7 separate regions of the Mus musculus genome follow, and regions 1, 2, 3, 4, 5 and 7 are each linked to region 6. The links are chromatin contacts, called in public promoter capture Hi-C and targeted proximity ligation maps. All regions are on one chromosome and are shown on one strand. The core of a region is the stretch at or near the end of the contact, and the rest is flanking DNA. Distances in the headings are between cores, read along the strand shown. Region 1 holds the start of Tmem138 (transmembrane protein 138). Region 2 holds the start of Tmem216 (transmembrane protein 216). Region 3 holds the start of Ddb1 (damage specific DNA binding protein 1). Region 4 holds the start of Vwce (von Willebrand factor C and EGF domains). Region 5 overlaps Sdhaf2 (succinate dehydrogenase complex assembly factor 2). Region 6 holds the start of Osbp (oxysterol binding protein). Region 7 holds the start of Dagla (diacylglycerol lipase, alpha).

Region 1 (2,811 bases), core at 25-2,524, 1.4 Mb after region 6:
TCCTTGCTTGGCTGAGCCCCATGCTCAAGGAGGGAGTCCACAGACTCTTTAGGCTGTTTGGGCTTGAAGCCTCTGTCACAACTATATTCATTCTTGGCTGGTGTAATATAAGAGTAGCCAGGAAGGGTATCTCAACAAATGAGCATGGCTGTGCCTCGTTAACACCACAGACACTGATGTCTAAGTTTTACATGATTTTCACATTTCACACAATATGATCCCTCTGCCCCAATAGTTTAAATATGTAAAAGCCACTCAGGGTTAGATGTATGGGGTGTAGTTTATCTACCTTGATTTAAGAAGTGTACCGAACCTCTATTTAATGTTTTCCTCAATTCACTGGCTAAAGGATTCTCATAGGCTGAGCTAAAACAGAATCAGTCCCTGGGTTAAGAAGTGAACCTTCCATTACTCTCAGGAAAAGGCTGTACTCCAAACACAGTTACTTTTAGAAGTTAGAGCTACAAACAAAAAGACCAAAGGGCAGAGTTAGTTGTTTCCTCCTCAAAGACGGAGGGACACTAAGAATTCTGGGGACCAGATTTAGAGTGCAAATCCTATAAACCTGCATCTTACAATTCAAAAGTACTGCAGCGCCGGGATCCAAAGAAGAGTAACTCGGTCAGGCAAATGGCAAGCCTGGTACAGGCACCCAGTTCCTGTGTTCAGTTCCCAGAACTCATTTCCAAAGGCAGCCCCTCCAAACGGCAGGACTCAGGAGTGAGTGACAAATAATATTCCACTCAGGAGTGTGAATAAAGTCCACCTTAGCACAAGTGCTCACAGACCGGTCCTTCGTCCTTCGGACAGTCAGATTTACTCCAGGTGCAAGGGGGGTATGACGGTGACTCCTTTAGTCAGGTTGGTTCTAGCAAGTCTTAGATGAGACGCCTTTTGAAAAGCGTGAGAGCCTCTACGAACACCACCTGCGGTATGGAAGGGGCACGGAAAAGTGTCCAATTCTTACGAGGAAAAATAGGCTGAACGCCGAGGTAAGACAGAGCGAAGCAAGGAAGCGGCGGAACCACCACTGGAACCCATAACCCGGCTCTCCCAGCCCGGGTTCTATCCCACCCTTAGCCACACAGTGGGACACCTTGGGGGCAGGTCTCTGGGACCCGCCGGTCAGCGAGAGCTGCCACTCCCTAGGCTCCTCTTGAACCTCGGAGAACTGACTTTCCAGCAAGTCTGCAGACCACGGCATCCGCTACAGAGGGCGCTAAGTGAGATTTTTATAGGCTCGGCCACTTCCGGGGGTGAGCTGGGGCGTCTGGGAAATGGGGTTTGCAAGCTAAGGGGCGCGTTCCTGAGCGGTCCGATTCCTAGGAGCGCTGCGTCCTATCAGCCTTGTCTCTAACCACAGACCCCGTCCAGAGACAGGTGAAATGCTGGGGTTAACAACCTCACGCTAGGGTCGGCCCTCAGCGAGGCAAGATAGAAGAACCGGTCACAGGGAGAGCCTGAGAAAGCAAAGACCCTAACATGGCGGGCAATTAGCAATCTACTTCCGGAATTTAAAGCCAGCTTCCGGAAGCCGAGCGAGTGTTCCCATGACAACCGACGTCGGTTCCTTGAGGTGCGTGTAGATGCTGGGGATCATAGAGTGGCTGGAAGTCAGAATTTTGTGTTGCTATTGCTTTTGCTATGAGTCTTTTGCCGAGGCCTTTCGGTCTGTGAGCGGATTGGGACTGGTGAGGAAAACCGTGTTAAACTGGAGGGTGCTCGACCGCGTAGCCAGAGCGAGGGGCGTTTCTGCCTAACGGATGCCCTTGGTAGAGCCTTACCAAGTGGTGCGTTTGACTCTACTCATTTGCGAGCTGGAGGAAATGACTCTATTTATGCGTCCTTGCCTATAGCCAGGGGATAATTCTTTCCTACCTTGCAGATTGTTATGAGGATTAAAGTAAATTCTCTTGGTTAACAAGATTATCATGGCGCTGGTACCTAGAGAGATATTGTGTGAAAACTCAAGCCCAGAGAAGTTACATTCATATATTTAAAGAGAGAGAGAGAGAGAGAGAGAGAGAGAGAGAGAGAAAGAAAAGAAAAGAAAACCACGGGGCTTTTCCACCGCGGAAGGTGGACGGGTTCCGGACCCCTCAGAACCTTTGCAAAATGAGGGTTATATGCACTAAAATGGCTGCTTTTCAAGTCCAGGGATCAAGTAAAGTTATAAATATGCTCCCCTCACTTGCTGCCTCAGTGTTTCTGTCATAACCTTTATAAAGTTCCTCTAGGAGAGTACTTTGTCTTCTCAACTCCTTCTGTATGTGACACTGTCCATTTCTATGAGGACATATTTCTCACCTACTTAGATAGCACTCTATAAATTATGAAATAGGCTGGTTGTATAGTGCCTCTTAGAATACCACTCTGCCACCTACCAGCTGTGGAATCTTGGTCTAATTAGTTACCTTTGCTGAGCCTCAGTTTTCTCATCTAGGAATTGAGGGAAATAAGAATTGATTTTCTACCTTATGAGGTTATTATAAGATTTTAATAACATCTGTGATTGAAACAGTTCCTAGAGTGTTGCATGAAATATATAAGGGTTTTATTTACTACCATTACTACTATTATGTGACCAGGCTGTCACTGCTCTGTAGTAACCCTAAATATTCTTGGTTAGAGTTGTGTATTTGTCAGGTGTGGGTAAATTCCTGTAGAACAGGCTCTCAGGGTTTACCCTGAGGATCAGGGCAGGAGGATCAAGAAGTTAAGATGAGCTTGGGCTACATAGCAAGATCTGGTTCCAAAAAAAAAAAAAAAAGCGCCATGCATTAAGAAGGATCCAGACATGGAGAAAAATTT
Region 2 (2,943 bases), core at 423-2,922, 1.4 Mb after region 6:
AGATTTATTTATTTATGTATGTGAGTACACTGTAGCTGTCTTCAGACACACCAGAAGAGGCCATCAGATCCTATCACAGATAGTTGTGAGCCACCATGTGGTTTCTGGGAATTGAACTCAGGACCTCAGGAAGAGCAGTCAGTGCTCTTAACCACTGAGCCGTCTCTCCAGCCTGGGGCTGAGTTTTATTTGTGGCTTACTAAAGAAAAGTGTGTAAGAGCACGGCTATAGATAAAGCCCAGTGGGGAGTGTTTGCTTAGCAGCCCCAAGCTTTGGGTTAGACCCCAGAGGGCAGGAGACCCAGCTGCATATTCTAAGGTTCCTGCAGGTTACTGACTTAGTCTGTGTCCACTTTTGGTACCTATGCTGTTGTGGCATCCTGACATGAAACAGCATCATTTTCTTAACCAACCAGGTGATATTAAGGCTATAGATTATATCATCTCTGTTGACAATGGGTAAACTTTTCACTGTAGCATGAGAACTATATGTGTATACAATATCAAAATGTTTAGGCAGAGTGATTTAAGACCCATAATTTACAAAAACAAGCAACTGGTCCACCCTCCTTTCCTCTGAGACTCAGAGCAGGGGTGTGTATGAAGGTAGTTCAGATGGGGTGCAGGGACCAGGGCTTTCTCCATCACCTCACCTTGCCGTGGTCCTTTAGTGGGAACTTAGAATTCCATTTAAGACCTGCCAGAACATTGTGACACCCACTTGAAACCCCTGTACTGGACGGGAAGCAGAGGCAGGAGAATTTGAGGCCTGCCTAGCCTACATAGGAGACCTGTCTAGCCAAACTAAACCAGACCTGAATAAGGCAGTGGAAGGCACAAGCAGAAGTGAAGGAGGAAGGAGAGCAGAGGTGGAGGTGGGGAGTGATGGAGGGAGGCTTCTACTTAAATTATTCTCCCGGAGTGAGGACCTGCTTTGAGAAGCAACAATTACTGCCTTTATCCACACTCCTACTAGGTAGGGAAATAGCACTTTCATTACAGGTTACTTACTCTCTCCCGTTATTTGTTGACTGACTGCCATACTCTAAGGGCTGACAGCTGGAGTCTTTTCAGAAATCTTACTCTTTCACCCCCTGCCTGCAACAACACGCTCTTGCTTCAAATTGCGGCCAGGGTTCGTTCATAGCGCAAGCTTGTTGGAAACATTTCTCAATTTCCAACTGGCCAGACGCTGTCTCCTTTCAACACCCTTGCACTCTTTGGGTCGCAGGAGAATCTCATTATAGCACCGCTGTTTTCCCTTGTACTCCTAGAAAGGACATTCTATCTTCAACGGTTTTGGTGTTTACATAGGCTCCAGGTAAGCCTTTTGCACGACAGTGGCATGGGGTGTTTTTAAAAAAAACACATGCAGTAGAAAAGAGAATGGTGGGCGCAGGGCCGATCCTCCAACTACTCGGCCACACCGGGCCACTAACGACCTACGCCATGACGCCGGGGATGGAGAGAGTTCAGCTGGAGAAGTGTTCTGGTCTCTCTGCCGTCGTTTAAAACCCCATCCTCCCCCTAGACCACTGTAGGTGGTTGACGGCTGGCGCTGTTCTGTGCATGGGCGCGGCCGGTGGGGTAACCATAGAGTAGCACCGGCAGGCAGAGCGGCCAGAAGACCGGGCGGCTCGGTGCCGCGCTTCCGGCAGCGCCGCATTGCTCCGGGCGCTGCAGTGTACGCAGTTTCCATGGGGACTGAACATGGCGCCGCGAGGTGAGACTCTGGAGGTGTGTGTCTCTGCCCCTTATCCCACGGGTACCTGCCAGCCCCCTCCACCTCTCTGTCTCCAGAGCTCGACCTAATCCTCCATTTCTAAAAGTCGGGGTCTTACTCTTCACTTGTCTAAATCGGGCTTGGGTTGTTCTGATCACCCCGAGTGCCTGCATGGGTACTCGAATACCGTACTCTTAAAAATCCCCGGCTGGCCCTATTCTGGGATGGCTCAGTTATGAATCCTCCCGCCTTGGACAGAATTAGTTTCTGTGCCTCAATTTCCCCCTCAGAAGTGACAGGGTTGAATATTTGAGGTGCCTCTCAGCTGTGATTATAGCTGAATTGTCAGAGAAGTAGATGTCAAAGTGATTCCTGAGAAAGGAGATTGAAGGCAGTTCCTGCCACACCAACACTCACGTCATTAGCAATCAGAAGTTTCTCCCTCATTCACAATAATCTTGTGATTTCTCCGGATTACAAAGAACCTTCACACAGAACAGAGTAGAGCTCTAGCTGCCCTGCCCATTCTTTGTTTTGCTTTCTTTCAGATAAAAGATTGTCCTCAACCCCCCTGGAAGTCCTGTTCTTTCTGAATGGGTGGTACTATGCTACCTATTTCCTGCTGGAGCTCCTTATTTTCCTGTACAAAGGTAAGCCTGGGCCTATCTGCCTCTGCCCCAGCAACCCTTTTCCACTTTAGCATACTCCAAGAACCTTCTATCTTCTGGTCCTAGCGGCATCTCCATTGCAAGGCAGAAGTCTCTCCAACTAATGGCTTTAGAATGATCAAATAGGATGTCTTTCAGCAAGACTTGAGTTTGAGAAATGTGGGTTTCTCCATCCCAACTCTTTCCCCATCTCTCTTTACTAAAATATTCAGATCTGTGTACCATTATAATTCAGTCATTTGGCAGAGTCAGGACTTGGAAACTTAAAGCCTGTAGCTGTAACAATCTATACCTTGCTGATTTGTGAGATGTTAAGACTGGTTGGTATCCTTGTCCCGGGTTTGTGGCCGTCCATCCTTGTGGGGCCGTGGGGCTGACCGTTAGCTAGGTGGTGTGTGCATACTCTGGCTTTCCCTCCTGTAGGGCTCCTGTTGCCGTACCCAACAGCCAACTTAGTCCTGGATGTGGTGATGCTGCTGCTCTATCTTGGCATTGAAGTCATACGATTGTTTTTCGGTGAGTGTTGTTCAGAAAATATTTCCATTGCTTATGA
Region 3 (3,186 bases), core at 136-2,635, 1.4 Mb after region 6:
GAGCTCCATGACTGCAATCTTCCCGTACATTCCCACCTCTTTGACTGGCCGAAGACCCTCCGCAGTGACCACATAGATCTCTAATCTTGTGTTTTTAGCAATCAACAGGTTCAGATCTTCCGCTGAAGTAAAGTGTCCTGAAAGAAGAGAGCCTCTAACTTTGGAAGCTGGAGGATAGGCCTTTCAGGTACCTCTAAATAAATCTACCTAAGGACCTCGCCTCCTCACCAAATGAAGCACCTCAATGTCTTGCTTCACACACTCAACAAAGCTATAGTCTTAATCAGACTTTTAAAAATGTACTGTCGACTGGGCAACAACAGCCTGGCCTTCAACAAACTATGACCACGAAAATTCTTCGGATGGTTGTTGGGTTTTCCTTTCTAAATTACAACAGCAGACTGTAATTGACGCTAATGGAGAAAGCCTGTGTTTCCTTGAGTTCCCATCCAGAAAGATAAAGCGAAGAAAATTTCCCAGAGCCTTCAGTGTTGTCCTTTTATCTCCCAAGCAATCTACCAACACCACCCAGCCCTCTGTAGCTCTCTCTGAACAAGAAACTTTTGTTCTGAAATGATTAGCATTTACGTAAATACACGAATTTAAGTAGCTGAAAATATGAGTTCAAGATGAATGTTCTTTGGTTTGGGATGTAACTGCCGATAAAGAGCCACGCACACAAACAAGGCAAAGCTCGCACACTGACGGGCCAACCAAACCTTGTTCTCCAGCAGCGCCCTGGAGTAAACAACAGCCCCAGGCAAAAGGGTGGGTCTGGAGAGGGCCGGGGGGGGGGGGGTGCAGACATTGCTCAAATTCCTCAACCTCCTGGACATCCACCGGAAAATTATGAACTCAAAACTTGCCCCATTATCATCTCCCCTTTCCCCTGACCACATGGGGCAAGTTTGAAGACTCAATCAACCACGCACACAACTCACACTTCGCTCTCCGTCCCATCAGGCCTGGACCAATCCTCAATAACAAGTGACCTCCTATGAGCAAAAAAGGACCCAGAATAGCTGCTTCCGCTGCCCAAAAGGCGCGTGGTGGGAACAGCTCCTTTGAGATCGCGAGCTAAGGGGGACGTTCCGCGACTGCCAGCGCCTTCCATTCCCGGAGCCCAAGTTTTTGCTCCCGCCGCCCCTGGGGCCGCTGGCCTCCCTAGGCCTGGGATCCCTCCCTTGCCCGGGTCTCCGGCCGGGGCAATCTCACCGGTCACACAGCCGTTCACTGCAGTAGGCTTCTGCGCCGTTACGACGTAGTTGTACGACATATTGAGGCCTTGGGTTGGCCCGTGGGGCGCCTAGAGCGACGATAGAGAGACGGGCGCGAGCGAAGAGACTGAGAACCCCCACCCTCACGCAGCCAACTCCGTGGCTGCTGCCTCCGCCCCTGAGACACGTTGCAGGCCAGAGAGGCCAGGCGCAGAGGATCACGGGACGGCCTCACCTGGCCTCTTGGAGGACTTACGGAGCCCGAGGCGGCCAACCAAGCGAGGCCCCGCCCCCTGAGGTCCCGCCTTCTCCTAACCGCCAGAGGTCGCAGTACCCGGATGAGAGCGAGAGTACCGGTACGCAGGCAGAACTGGCCTCCTCTTTGGTCTGCTACGCCCTAAGTGGCCGCCTGCTGGCTTCCCAGCCCAGATCCGCGCCCCTTCCTCAGATTCTGCCTCCTTCCTTCCTCCATAGCTCCAGGCGTCCTCGGGGTTTTCCCTCTTTTAAAACAGGAAGGGCTGCGGAGGACTAGACTGGGGATAAGAGGTGACCATCTGTGCACATCCCAGAGTAGAATCGTGCTTTCCTTTGCTTAATTCTTCGAGCTCCTCCTGATCCCTCGAATGCCCTCAACTGACTTTAGAACAATCATCCCAGCCTCACACATCACCTGGGGGTGTGTTTGCTCACCTCTTTTAATTTCTCCAGAAACGAAAGGACTCTCCACTAAATTACTTGATAGCACTATTAGTGCCTCTACTGCGATACAAATTCTAAGCTCAAATACAACGCAGGAATTTCACAGGAAGAGCCTAAACACCCAGGTGACTAGTGCAATCAGCCCCGCAGATGCAGGTCCCAGGCTTCATCAGACAGCCTCCATGTCCCCAACCCCAAAGGAGGAGCAGCAGAAGCCTAGTCCTGAAGCATCTCCAGAATGCCGGAGGAGGAGAGCTAACTCCCTATTTTACAAATGAGGCAGAGATCAGTGTAGCTAGGTTTGAACCAGGTGGAACTGAAGATGATTTGTACCTCCCCAGCTGGCACTCGACTTGACTCTGGGAAACTGGTTGACTAAGGGGAAACATTAGGCTTTGTAGCAAGACTAGACATGGGCTCAAGTCCTAACTCTCAGCAACACAATCTTAGACAACTCACTAGAGCTTTCAGTCTGTGTTCCAGAAGTAAAATAGGATCACAGAGCTGACTCACTACTAGTGTGGCCAGCCAGAAAGGTAAAGGTCTTTGTACATTTTCTCCTTCCCAGCTTTAAGCTGGACATGATTCCAAACACTGCCTTCTGGCTAAGTGGGGGTGTGAACTTTGGTCAGTCCCCACGCTCCTCTCCATTCCTAGCCCACGAACTAGAGTTTGGACTTGGATCAAAGTCTGAGGCAGCTCCCTAATTCTTAAGGCACAGGCACGGGAGGCATGACATTGCCAATCGGCTGCCCATACCTTCAGCAACTCAAGTCCTTTCCACTCCTGCAGGTGCTGCTGTCTCTACTTCAGACCTGGTAGCAGTCAGGACCGTCCACCCGGCGGCATCTCAGAGCAGAAGTGTGAGCTCAGCTTGTTTCAGAACTTTCCCACCATGGTGAGTCCTGTGGGAGCCACAATAGAGGGACGACCATGGGGAACCCCACTCTGGACACCCGGACTCTCTCTAGTCCCCATCTGAGACGATGCTGCCTCTTGGGGTTCAGAAGACAAGAATTTCATTTTGTATCTCCAGCTTAATCCCCGTTCCCTTTCCTGTGGGCGGGGCACTGGGCCAAGCCAGGTCTGAGGTTAACCTGAGGCACCCTGAAACCCCTATGGCTAGGATCTCAGGCACGCATTTAGATCAGAACAACAAGTTACTTGCTGTGTGATAAGTCACTTTGCTAGTCAAGGAGGGAACCTGGAGGAATGATCGGGCCCTTGTTCCTCAGCCTGGGCATGTGTGGGCTGCTCCCAGAGCAGGGAA
Region 4 (2,837 bases), core at 26-2,525, 1.3 Mb after region 6:
AGCTGGGATCTACAGAACAACTTAATAGCTAAGCCAAAGGGGGCTCTGAAAGGGGCGTGAGGTGCCATCGAAGTGGTAAATGGTAGGGTGCCTGTGGAAGCTGGTGGAGTTCCACTTCAGATAGGCAAGGGTAGGGTGCCCACCAGAAAGCCCCAAGGAGCTTTTCGTGTGTGGCACAGTGATGCCAGGGAGACAGGTGGTGGGAGATCTGCAGGAACTGCAAGAGATCGCAGAACCCACGTGCTGGGCGGTAAGCTCTTCCTCCAGGGCAGCCCCTCTGAGCGCCCCTGGGAAGATGTGGCCGTGGGCCAGGCCACCCGCTGACAACGTGTACCCTTGCTATAAGCATCACGCACACACGATCACCACTCCCTCATCACCCCTTAGTGGTAGAGGACTAAGACAAACTTAGGGAAAATGATTGGGTTTGGAAAGACACGCCTCCCGCCTGTCGCCTGCGGCCTCCCGCCTCCCCGGCCTGTGCACACATGCGCAGATACCAAAGCATAACCCTGAGCCACCGGTGGCTCCAAGGTCCACCGGGTGCAGAGAGCAAGAGACACTGAGAAAACCCCCAACCCCAAAGCAACGTGTGCAGAAACGGAGGGGGTCCCGCACCACCAAGGAAGAAAGCCAGGCAGTTGAGACCAATTGGCATGTGCTGGGGTTCCCTAGCCAGAGGGTCAGCCTATTCCCATAGTACAAGATTCCTTGGAGCCGCGATCTCCATCTCCCAGATTCCTTAGCCAGAGCAGTCCCCAGCCAGGGCCACCCAACTGGCACAAACTACTGTCTCTTTGTCCAGACCCCTGGTGTGCCCTCGCCACAGAGGCTACAGGTCCAGCAGCTGCCCTATGCTAGTGTCTTCCAGCTCCACGCAGTGGCGCTAGAAGGCTGGGCCGCTGAAAGGCACCGGGCTCTTACCTCTCCGCAGAGTAGTGCCCTGGCGCCTTCCTCCCGGTATAGCCTCGGGCTGAAGACCCCAGCAACGGGATCAAGATGTAGGCGACATGGAGCAACAGTCTAGCCCACATGACTGGCAGCAGAGGTCCTGGACTCTACTGGGCTCAGGTCCCGCACCGGGGAGGGGGCTACCGACCTTGTCCCTCCTCCTGGAAGCGATCTGGTTCCCCCACAGCTGGCAGGGACTGAGGACGACGAGAAGAGGGCTGGTGGTTAGGGGAGGACTGCCTAGGCGGGTGGGGGTGGGGGTCCTTGCACCTTGGAAAGAAACACACAAAAGGAGCGCCGCCCGCCGGTGCCTCTCCGGGAGGCGTGGAGCCTGGGGCGGGAGCAAAGATCAGGGACCCCGAGGGCGGGGTTTCACCCTCGGCCCACACCCCCAGCCTGGGTTTGGGAGTCGCTTTCCACAGAATGACTGAAGGCTTCGAACCAAGTTGGAAAGAAACTTCAGGAACAAGGTTTTTGAGTTTCCATAGAATCCAATCTGAATTCTCAGTAGGTGAGACTTGTGGACACTCAAACCCAGGGCACTGAAGCGAGGCAGTTTTGACTCTCCCCAAGCCCACTAGATGGTAAGGATAGTGTATTGGTGGTTTAGTCTGCTTCCTTGCCAAAGGACATTAGCCTGTTTTGAACCCACAAGCTACCTGCTGGGAGTCAAATGGTTGAGTGGACAGCTTCCTAGCTCACCTGGGAGGTAAGAAAGCAGTGCGCAGGTGGCAAGGGAGCTAGGGGCGCAGAACTAGAAGGTTCAGTGTTTGGGCTCAGGCTTCGAAGTTGGCTCAGGCTAGAAGAGGTTTAGGCTGAAGAATGTAGAGCAAAATGATAGAACTGAGAAAGATCTAGTTGGGAGGAAGCGAAAAGAAGGCTCGAGTTTTACCTTGTTCTGGTAGCAAGCCCCGCCTAACCCTACCCAGTCTGGATTAGTCAAGCGTCTGTGTAAAGACTTCTAGGAATAAGAAAAATTGGCTGAACTAGTTTTTAAAAACTGTACTTCCCAAGCACGACTAAATCCTTCGCTTCTGCCTCGTGCTGATCCCAAGATCATTGGCATTGGTGACCACAGATAAACTGTGCACAGATGACCTGGATGCTAGCTGCCTTCTCACAGACACTTTCCTTTTAGTTTCTGAGCAAACGTTAACTCGGGTGTTTGATGCTTGTTGGTCCCCCGACCCTTAATTTGCAGTAAGAGGAAAAGTTCAAGTACTTTTGGATGTTGTGGTGCCATGGCTAATTGTTATTTTCAACTTGAATGGATATAGAAGCTCCTAGGCAATAAACCTTTGTGTGTGTCAGAGCTGTTTCCAGAAGGATTTAACTGAGTTGTGAAGACCCATCCTAAATGTGAGTGGCATTGTCACATGGGCCGGACCAAATACAAAGACCATAAAGTGAGTGCTAACATTCATCTGGCTCTCTATGCTTCCCCTGCCAAGATGGCTGCACCTGTGAGCCAGATAAACCATTCCTTCCTTGCTTGCTTGCTTTTATGGAGGTTATTCTGCCATAACAACTAGCTGTTGGCATAACAACTGGCCAGCCATCTTTCTACCTTAACCCACGTGGCTGAACCGAGACTTACATTTGGACCTGTATCTCATCTTGTTTGGGCCCATTCTATTATCTAGTCAAGCTCACAGCAAGCATAGTGCCAAAGATGAATGTGACTTCTCTGTACCTACACATCGAGTCCTAAGGACCTTCAGACTCCTTAGGGCAGCTTTCTTGCCTGGAAAAGGCAGAGGCTGCGCTTGCTACTGTCACAAGACAGGTGTTCTTCCTTCCCATCCCTGGGAAGCTATCTCTGAAACCACTACACACAGGATAAATCCCCTTACTACAGCCCTCATGGCTCATGACATTTGTTGTTT
Region 5 (2,927 bases), core at 427-2,926, 1.5 Mb after region 6:
TTTGGTGCATGATTACACTAGAGGGTTTTTGTTTTTTTTTTGGATTTATTTATTTATTATCTGTAAGTACGCTATAGCTGTCTTCAGACACCCTAGAAGAGGGCATCAGATCTCATTACGGGTGGTTGTGAGCCACCATGTGGTTGCTGGGATTTGAACTCAGGACCTTCGGAAGAGCAGTCAGTGCTCTTAACCACTGAGCCATCTCACCAGCCCCTATCTTTTATATCTATTATTGGTAATTTGTAATTTTTCTCCTTCCTCATTTTTTTCTTGATCAATATAGCCAGAAGTTGTCATCAATTTCATTTTCTCTTTCAGAGGGTTTGCCTTTTATTTCATTGGTATTTTGTGTGGCTTCCAGTTTTCAGTCCCAGTGGTTTCTGTTGTTGCTCATGTTCTTCGTGTCTTAAGCGTGATTGGCATTTCCTAGTTGTTTGAAGTAAAAACTAAACTCATCAGAAACCTTCTTTTCCACATAATCATTTGGTCCCTCTAAGCAAATGGTTCTCAACCTTCCTAACGCTGTGGCCCATTAATACAGTTCCTCCTGTTGTGCTGACCCTGACCATACACTTATTTAATTGCTACCTCATAACTAATTTTGTTACTGTTATGAGTTGTAATATAAATATCTGATGTGACCCATAAGTTGAAATCACTGCGGTAAGCACTGTTTTAACTTCCTGTTACATATTTTTACATTTTCATTATATTTCATTATCATTACATTTTATACTTCAGGTTATTTTGTAATTTCTCTCATGACTCTGTTCAGCCTATGTTTAACTATTTAACTATTTGGTAAATTGCCAGAATTTGTTTAAGTTTGCTTTTGGATCTGAAGTACAAGTACCTTGGTAAATATTCCATACACGTGAATGTGTGTCTTCTGTTCTTATGGGCGAGCGTTCTGTGAGCGTTGCCTGGACAAGGTGGTTGATGGTGCTGTACTCTCCATGGTTCTCATTTTCTGAGGGTCCGTTCTGTCAGTTACCCAGAGAGGAACATTGGCATCTGCTCTAATTGTGGGTTGCCTGGGGATTCAGTAACCCCTTCCCTTCCCTCAACCTTTGCTTTATATTTTCAAGGGTCAGGTGTTAGGTGCAAACACGTCTGGGATTTTAATTTTTTTTTATTCATTTATTATTTATTTTTGTCTGTGTCTGTGGAGGAGGAGCACCTGCATTCCACAGTGTACATGTGGAAGTCAGAGGACAACTTGTAGGAGTCGAGTCTCTGCTTCCACCTTGTGGGTTCAAGGGATTGAATTCAGGTTCTAGGGTCTGAGGACAAGCACCGTGATCAACTAAGCCAGCTTGCTGAGCCTTCAGATTTCTTTTGGTTAGTTTTTGCTTAGTGTGTAGCTTTCTGTTTAGATTGTTTTCCTCTTGCTTTGTAAAAATTTACCAAGTTTTTAAGTTTACTAAACTTGGAGTTACATCGGTTTCTTGGCTCAAAGTTCTGTGGGTCAAAAGCTCTGCCCAGATCTCACATTCAGAAGTCAGTGAGTCAGGAGTTCTGTGTTTCCGTCTGGAGACTTGGGGAAGGATCTACTTCTAAGATCATTGACATATTTTTCTGAGAATTTGTTTTGTTTTCTTGACGTTGGAGGGATGACTTCCCTAATTGACCTGCCAGCAGTGAGTCTCTTTCAGCTTTTGAGGGCCTTGCTCCATAGCCCTCTCTGCCTCAGGAGTGGCTGTCTTTCCTCACACTTCCCATCTGTCTGACTTCCTCTTCCATTCCCAGCTAGAGTACTTACGTTATAAAATCACAAGCTGCTTTGATCTTTATATCTAAATTGAGTTTTTCTGAAGTCAGAATGCATGCTCTTTCATTTTACCCGATCTGACAGTCTCTGTTTTTCACTAATGTGTTTAGATCTTTCATATTTACTGAATTCTCAATCTGTTTGAACTCTACCATTTTTGATTGTTTATTTCATCTGTTCTTTGTCTCTTTCTCCCTTAATTTGTTTGTGTGTATGTGTATGTGGGGGTTATTGTCGCTCTTGGCTTATTTATGTCCTTATAGGTTTTTAATGATTGCTCCTGGGTTCACAGTATACGGTTGTAATTGATCAGAGTCTGCCTGCAGGACGCTTGAGCCTCATGTACAGTGTGAGGCCTGGACAACAGGGTGTGCCACCCCTGCCCTGCTCCTGCCCTCCGCTCTTGTGCTGCTGCCATTCTTTTTACTTTAAGCCTGGAACACATTTCTCCTGTTATACTGTGGACAGTAAAGAGGGAAAAATTAAAATAAATGTTCAAATCTCATTAATTTTTGGCTGTTTCTGGAGATGGTTGTTTCTTTATATAAATGTCTGTTCTATTCCACCATGATCCCCCTGCTGAACTTCCCTTACTATTACTTGTAGCACAAATTGGCTGCTTTGAATTCTCTGCCTTCGGTATGAAACTAAAGACTCATGGGTTGGTTTGTTTTCCAGCACTTTATGAATGTGTACTTCTTTTGCCAGGCTATCAGCATATAATTCCAGTTCAGGAGATTCTGGCATCTACTTGTAGGCTCTGTGGGCACCAGGGACACATGTGGTACATATACACACACAAGCAAAGCAGTCACACCCATAAAATAAATAAACAAATCCAAAATTAAAAAGCCATTTTAAAACTTTAAGAGATGAGATCATACTGGGCTCCCAGGCTGACCTGACTCCTAAGCCTCCATCAACCCTCATGCCTCAGCCCTGAGTAGCTAGACTTACAGACACATGCTACCATGCCTCAGCCCTGAGTAGCTAGACTTACAGACACATGCTACCATGCCTCAGCCCTGAGTAGCTAGACTTACAGACACATGCTACCATGCCTCAGCCCTGAGTAGCTAGACTTACAGACACATGCCACCATGCCTCAGCCCTGAGTAGCTAGACTTACAGACACATGCCACCATGCCTCAGC
Region 6 (3,112 bases), core at 489-2,988:
CCCAGCAGTGTCTTGGGTTCCCAAACTGGATGGACTGTGGGAAGAGATTTCAACCAGAAATGGCGTTATTATTATACTAAGCAAATCCCTCTTAGAGTAGACTTCGGTACTTTCTTCATGAGACACACTGTAACACACTCTATAAACCTAAACCGTGTCTTAGGTGATTATCTCTGTATCTAACTGGTTCACGTAGCACTAACCTAGGTTTTAGGTTTTAAAGTATGAAGAGTAGTTTCAAATCCTGATTTCTCCAAGACCCTGGGAGAGCTGCGCATGCTGAGTCTGCTTTCTTGTCAAGAACATGGGAACATGTCCTAACTCCCAGGGAGATAGGAGATCTATGCGCACTAAATGAACAGTTGCATGTAAGACATCCAGCCACAATGCAAGGCTGTTGGGAAAGCTTATAACCTGTCCTCCAATCACCTCTCAACACCTCTGTCTAGTAATATAAGCCCCGAAGTGTGACATGTTATGACCATGCTATGAGTCACAGTAAGTATACATTAACCATACCAAAATAAGCACTGTGAAACCTTAACAATCATTTCAAAAACATGTGTTCTTCCTTTAATAAAACTTAATCTTAAATAAAACTAAAAGGTGCACGGTGACTGCTGGATAAGACAGTCATTCCCATGGGAAGAGGTGGGGCAGGCAAAAGTAAAAGCTATGGTAGAGTACACATCTCTATTGTGGACTGTCTAGACCGAGAAAGTACGCGCATGCTTGAAGAGGTAAGACATATGGTGGACAGAATCCCAAAGTCTCCCTGTGTGTGGTATTCTGATGTCGGAATGTGTATTCTGAGTAGACATGGGCAGGTATATCAAGGGTGTATCAGAAACATTAAATTTTAGAGACTAGAGCACAAAAAGTTAGGAGTTGTAACTTCCACTGTAAGTTCCTGAGGGACAGTGCCCGGGCTCGCGCTGTCTGTGCCCCTCCAGCTTCACAACAGTGCCTTACTTGCAGAATTAGCGATTGCACCCACGTGGTAGCGGAAATACAATGGCAGAGCAGATGCTCTCCAAACAATTGCTGACAGGAAAGACCCAGGGATGGAGGCAGATGAGGCACTAGGGGCGGGTGACAGCGGAGACAAGAGCAGTGTGTCAAATCTGCAGGTTCTGACTTCTGCAAGCTGTCAACCTGTGCAGGTGACAGACAGCGACCCAGGGCGACCTTGGCAGTGAAGCCAGCCGGCGGAGAGTGACAGCGCGGGTCTGTGGGCTGCACAGGGGGGGAGGCCAGGTGAGCGTGGCGCCCCGGAAGCAGTTACCTGTAGTAGCTTAGGAGCCCGTTGCTCAGCACGAACCATCGCCGCTGGTAGCCTTTGATGTAATTGGTCCATTTGAAGAGCCAGCCCTCTCTAGCCGAGCCCGAGCCCCCGGCGCCCGAACCGCCCGAGCCCGCGGCTGGCGGTGCAGAGCCCGGGCCGCCTGCCGCCACTCCTCCGGCCCCGGGGCCCGGGCCGCCCGCCGTCGCCGCCGTCGCGGCCGCCACCCCGGGGCCGGGCCCCGCGTCCCCGCGTCCGCCGCCGCCTCCCACCGCGGGTGGACCCGCGCCGCCGCCGCCCGGAGCCGCGATGGCTGCCGGGCCCGGCCCCACCACTCCTCTCAGCTCGGTCGCCGCCATGAGCCGCCGCCGCCCGGAGAGACACGACCGGAACCGCCTACGAGCTCCGCCGCCGCCGCCCGGAGCGCCCAACACGGCTAGCGCTTCAGCCGCCGCCGCGCAGCGTCCCCGCCCCGCCAGCCCCGCCGCGGGAAGGAGGGCTCGACTGCCGGGAAGGAGGGCGGCGATTGGTGCCGCCAAGTGTCACTTGCGGAAGACCCCGCGGACATTGGCATTTCTCTCGGGCCTGTCATGCTACTCCGCCCAGTGAGAAGCTCAAGGCGCGACGCGTCCTCCAGGCCTGCTTTCGATTGGCTAACAGGAAAGCCAATCAGGCAGGGCTACAAAATCATTGGTGGCTTTCCGAAGTCCGAGGACGGGAGAATGCAGAGCTCACGGCCGGTTTGGCCTCCGAATGGCTAGTACTTCCGTCAGTCATTACAGTTTATGCTTCTGTCATTGCCACGTCACCCCCGCCCATCGCGCTGCCCTTCATCCTCTTCCGCCCTTACGGATTGGTGGTTGATATCAGCTGCTCAAACCTTTCTACCAATTACTGAATGCATTGAAGTAAATGGGGCAGAGTCCAGCCTTCACATACTCATTCTTATTTTTTATTGGCTGACACCTATGTCTTTCACCTGTCGGTGGAGAGGCAGGGCTATGATTGGAGATGATTGGTTCTGGACATTGTCAGTGAAAGCTGCAGTTGGCCGAGATAGCAAATAAATTCATGGATGCACAAGTGGGCAGGCACGTTTGCAGCTTTAAGGAAGTGATGGGTCTCTATAAATGCTCTTGATGTGGGTGTGCTGTGGAATTCCCTCCTTCTCAATTGAGACTTGCAGATGGCCTTAATAAAGAGAGATGGATGGTTCCTGGGTCTCCTAGGGATTCCGTTTTCATATCCTGCTTCCGGAAGAACCCAGAGAGAGCTTCCTCGGCCCCCTCCTGGACTCACGACTCCTCCAATCCTCACCCCATTCCCTTTCCTGGTCTACCCTCTGTCTCTTCACTCTAGATTCTAATACACTTCTATTAATTCTGACCATCTAGTTGCCGACCTTATTTACGGGGAGAATAGATTGGCAAAGACCTACTACCTACCTTTATATCTCTTTTCCAAATCTAAAGGCCCTTGTTAGGTTTAGTGTGGTAAAAACACAATTAATTCTCTTGTTTATTGCTAGGGTTTTGTTTTGAACTGGGTGTTGAATGATTAGATTTGATCAGCTTAATTACAGCTGTGTTAGAGGTCACAAATTTCAGTAACTAGTCCAGCATTGAGCTGTTGTGAACTATTATTACAAAAATAGCCAAAACCTGCATTTTGGGGAATCTAACACCTATTACAGTGTAGCAGTTTTTGACCTGGCAGTAGGAATAGGGTTTAACTTTTATTTATTCATTTCTTCTGATTTGTGTGTGTGTGTGTGTGTGTGTGTGTGTGTACACCTAAGTGCAGGTACTTGTGGATGCCAGCAGAGGGCAT
Region 7 (2,871 bases), core at 55-2,554, 1.7 Mb after region 6:
AGGTGTCTGGGACTTTGAAGCAAGAGATATTATCTCCAACTGTGTGGTTTGAATGGACCATGACAATCTAGAGATAACGTCCCTGAACCCAGGCCTCCCCAGATTTCTGAACTTCCTGAGACATCGGGAGCTCCTCTCCAGGAATTCTTGAAGTGCTCATATTTGTTCCCCAAATCCATTTTCTTTACCTAAGCCAGAGCTTATCTTTGCAATAACCGTAGATGCTACCGAATTGCCTGGCGAGGGGCTGAACTCTGCAACGAGGAGAAGTCTGTCCCGGATGCAGGGTTTCACTTTCAGTCAGATGTCCACCTATGTCCTCCAGGCCTACAGAACAAGTCAATCATCCTGACGTCATTCTCAGAATGACGTCTGAGCCCAGGAAACATTTCACACGCTTGCTTTCTGCGTTACTTTCCTTTCGACCTCTCATATCTTTCTGCTCGACTTTGGAGACTTAACTGATTGCATCATCATGACCGCTAGATCCAATCTTACCTATGACCCCCTGTGCAGCTGCAGCTCTTAGCTTAGCCCCCATGTGACCTGATATCTCTAAGGGCAAGCCTGCTCCCACCCACTCCCCAGACTCAACCCAGAACACCAGCATAGCTGTGTCCCTGCCAAAAAGCAGCTTTCAGGAAGGCGAGTTGAGCGACTTGCGCATGAATGGATGGGCGTGTGTGAAGGAGAACAGGAGGGGCGATTTTCTTCATTTATCAGAAAATCAAAATTGATCAAACTCCCCTTTTGCTGTCAGGCACTATGCTGGGTGTTGAGGAGGGTGAGAGTAGGGGGGAAGAGGAGGACATAGATAAAGATGTGTCCCAACTCCTCAAGACGCTGCTAGGTCCCCTGAAGGAGGTGGAACCCATCTCTCTCCTTTCCTCCCCCAAACAAACCAGTTCTCCGGTGATCCTACTTGCTATTTTTCATCTCCCACGCTAAACCCTGTCACGCGGGACCTGAAGGAGGGGAACCCAAGCAGCTACCGTGCCCCTGTTCAGTGCCCACGGTCCAACCCCTTTCGTCTGCCCACGGAACCCCCGTGGAGGCCTCAGCCCCGCGCCCACCGCCCCCACGCGCGGGGATCCAGGGCTCCACCACCTCGGGCCTGCGCGCCTCTCCCCTCCCTGGCGCTAGGGGGCGCTGCCGCCCCACGGCCGTCGCCATGGTCACCGCTGGCGGCGGAGTGGGGTTTACGTAAAGGACGCAGCGTCCCCCGGGGGGCGGAGGCGGCCTTCGCGCCGGCGCCGGCGCCCTGCGGAAGCAACGTTAGTGAATAGGGGCCTTGGGGAGCCCAGGATGGAGGTGGCGGTCGCAGTGGCCGCGGCGGGCCGAGCCCTGCGGCGGGCCGGAGGTAAGGGGGCCCGGGCCGAGTCCCGGGCGCAGGAGCTCTGCGAGCGGCGTGGCGGGCTGGGCAATGTCCACTGCGCGCGGTGGCCGGTCCGACAGGTCCGCGGGCGGAGGTGCGGCTGCCACGCGCGCTCGTGGCAGGTGTGAGGTCCGCGGAGCCCCGGGCCACCGGCGTGGGGATGGTGACACGCATGGCACGGGCGTGGGCAACGTGGATACAGCACGGGCAGCGTGATTTTTCCTGGCGAGGGTGTCAGAAGACTCACCCCCGCCTTGGTGTAGCGGTGGCCGCCCAGGTGTGAGGAGGGTGCACCCTCTGTACAGGAGGGCGATGCACGCAGCTGGTGCTGGTGGGTGGCCAGCTGATGCTGGGCCGTGATGGTGCGGTGGGCATGGGTGTGAGAAAGTGCTGCCATTGCTTGGATGTTGGTTGGCATGGTTCTGGCCTTGGGCTTGACATGGTTTGGAGTGATGGTCCTGGGGGCTTAAAGAATCAATGTCCTGGGCATGACTAGTGGCTCCGGCCCTGCTGTGAGAAATGGCCTTGGCTTAGCGCAGTGCCCTGGAATGACTAATACTGTGAGGGAAGACAGGTGGCCCTCAGACCCTGGTAAATAAGAGGGTAAATACCCACCCTTACAGGGAGATCAGTAGGGGCGACGTCTCTGTCATGGGGCTCAGCATTAATGCCTGTTGGTGTGCTGGCCTTGGGGCAGAAGGCTGGAAGAAGGTTGGTGTTTTTTATGATGGATGAGAATAAGAGACACCATGTGTCTACCATGAGGTTCTTGGTTGCTGTCCCAGGTAGAGCTCTGCTCAGTTATGAACCTTTACCTGGCTCATGAGTCCTCCCCCATTTGGAGGAAGATGGGAGGAATAGGTGGTTCTCACTGGTGGTCCTTGTTTCTGATTATAGGAGACTCAGAAGGGTATAGAGAAGTAGCCCAGGCTACGTCGTCCCTGGGCCCTTCCTTTCACTTGGTTGATGGCGGTGCTACTGGGTTTCTGGGAATTGTATCTTTTGGGCTGCGTGGAAGATGGTTCTGTGGCTACTGGGAGTGTTTGGAGATTGCATATATCCTAACTAGTCTTCTGAGAAGCTTTGGAGAAGGTCCCCCATCTCTCTATCTCTTTCCTTCCCTCCCTCCCTCTATCTCTCCCCCCTCCCAGCCCCCATCTCCTTCCTCCTCTCATTGCCACATGATGTCCCACTTCACAGAGCATCAGTGGGCAGACCCCTAGAGACGTTGAAGACTTCAGGGTGTTATGGGTTTCTTGGGGGGGAAGGCACAGAAGTAGAAGCAAAGAGCTGAGCTTTGCATGAGAAGGGTGTTTCTTTGCCAACATGGGTGCTTGGAGAAGCCTCCCTCCTTTGAGGGAACTGAGTTAAGTTCCCTAAAGCTGACATGTTGTCCACTGTCTTTAGAGCCAGATAACTTGAATTCCAGTCTTTGGCTGTGTGACCTTGAGCTGGTGTTGTTACCTTTAAGAGTCACTTCACACAGTGATCCCAGT

Evidence for each region. Promoter capture Hi-C pulls out the DNA fragments that hold promoters and counts their contacts.
Region 1: a contact with region 6 is called in a promoter capture Hi-C map of liver, with 3 times the contacts expected there. A contact is called at or near these places in 5 of 39 promoter capture datasets (cranial neural crest, hippocampal neurons, liver and 1 more), 1 of 130 datasets of targeted methods (extraembryonic endoderm stem cells) and 1 of 9 other capture datasets (liver).
Region 2: a promoter capture Hi-C map of neutrophils shows a contact between it and region 6, with 4 times the contacts expected there. A contact is called at or near these places in 5 of 39 promoter capture datasets (cranial neural crest, hippocampal neurons, liver and 2 more), 1 of 484 Hi-C or Micro-C datasets (cortical neurons), 1 of 130 datasets of targeted methods (memory CD8 T cells) and 1 of 9 other capture datasets (liver).
Region 3: a targeted proximity ligation map of astrocytes shows a contact between it and region 6, with 5 times the contacts expected there. A contact is called at or near these places in 9 of 39 promoter capture datasets (the 3T3-L1 cell line, the C10 cell line, HPC-7-derived erythroid cells and 5 more), 2 of 484 Hi-C or Micro-C datasets (CD4 T cells and embryonic stem cells), 10 of 130 datasets of targeted methods (astrocytes, embryonic forebrain, embryonic stem cells and 5 more) and 3 of 9 other capture datasets (adipose tissue, liver and pancreatic islet).
Region 4: a contact with region 6 is called in a promoter capture Hi-C map of hippocampal neurons, with 9 times the contacts expected there. A contact is called at or near these places in 3 of 39 promoter capture datasets (the C10 cell line, hippocampal neurons and liver), 1 of 130 datasets of targeted methods (embryonic stem cells) and 1 of 9 other capture datasets (embryonic stem cells).
Region 5: a promoter capture Hi-C map of the C10 cell line shows a contact between it and region 6, with 3 times the contacts expected there.
Region 7: a promoter capture Hi-C map of liver shows a contact between it and region 6, with 4 times the contacts expected there. A contact is called at or near these places in 4 of 39 promoter capture datasets (the 3T3-L1 cell line, cranial neural crest, hippocampal neurons and 1 more) and 1 of 130 datasets of targeted methods (pancreatic cancer cells).

Annotation. Positions count from the first base shown.
Region 1 is chr19:10,575,849-10,578,659 of GRCm38.p6, reverse strand. Tmem138 (transmembrane protein 138) reads left to right here and starts at 1,274. Exons shown (of 5, transcript NM_028411.4): 1 at 1,274-1,576. Cyb561a3 (cytochrome b561 family, member A3) reads right to left here and starts at 1,503. Exons shown (of 8, transcript NM_201351.2): 1 at 577-1,503.
Region 2 is chr19:10,554,492-10,557,434 of GRCm38.p6, reverse strand. Tmem216 (transmembrane protein 216) reads left to right here and starts at 1,672. Exons shown (of 5, transcript NM_001277860.1): 1 at 1,672-1,722; 2 at 2,271-2,372; 3 at 2,814-2,906. The coding sequence starts at 1,710.
Region 3 is chr19:10,603,796-10,606,981 of GRCm38.p6, reverse strand. Ddb1 (damage specific DNA binding protein 1) reads right to left here and starts at 1,385. Exons shown (of 27, transcript NM_015735.2): 1 at 1,216-1,385; 2 at 1-137. The coding sequence starts at 1,276. It overlaps Tkfc (triokinase, FMN cyclase), which reads left to right and starts at 2,724. Exons shown (of 17, transcript NM_145496.1): 1 at 2,724-2,814. The coding sequence starts at 2,812.
Region 4 is chr19:10,632,671-10,635,507 of GRCm38.p6, reverse strand. Vwce (von Willebrand factor C and EGF domains) reads right to left here and starts at 1,275. Exons shown (of 20, transcript NM_027913.2): 1 at 925-1,275. The coding sequence starts at 1,034.
Region 5 is chr19:10,509,695-10,512,621 of GRCm38.p6, reverse strand. All of the region lies in intron 3 of Sdhaf2 (succinate dehydrogenase complex assembly factor 2), which reads left to right. Among named protein-coding and RNA genes, the nearest start is that of Sdhaf2, 14 kb to the left of the region's middle.
Region 6 is chr19:11,964,470-11,967,581 of GRCm38.p6, reverse strand. It overlaps Osbp (oxysterol binding protein), which reads right to left and starts at 1,738. Exons shown (of 14, transcript NM_001033174.1): 1 at 1,286-1,738. The coding sequence starts at 1,641.
Region 7 is chr19:10,303,310-10,306,180 of GRCm38.p6, reverse strand. Dagla (diacylglycerol lipase, alpha) reads left to right here and starts at 1,304. Exons shown (of 20, transcript NM_198114.2): 1 at 1,304-1,360.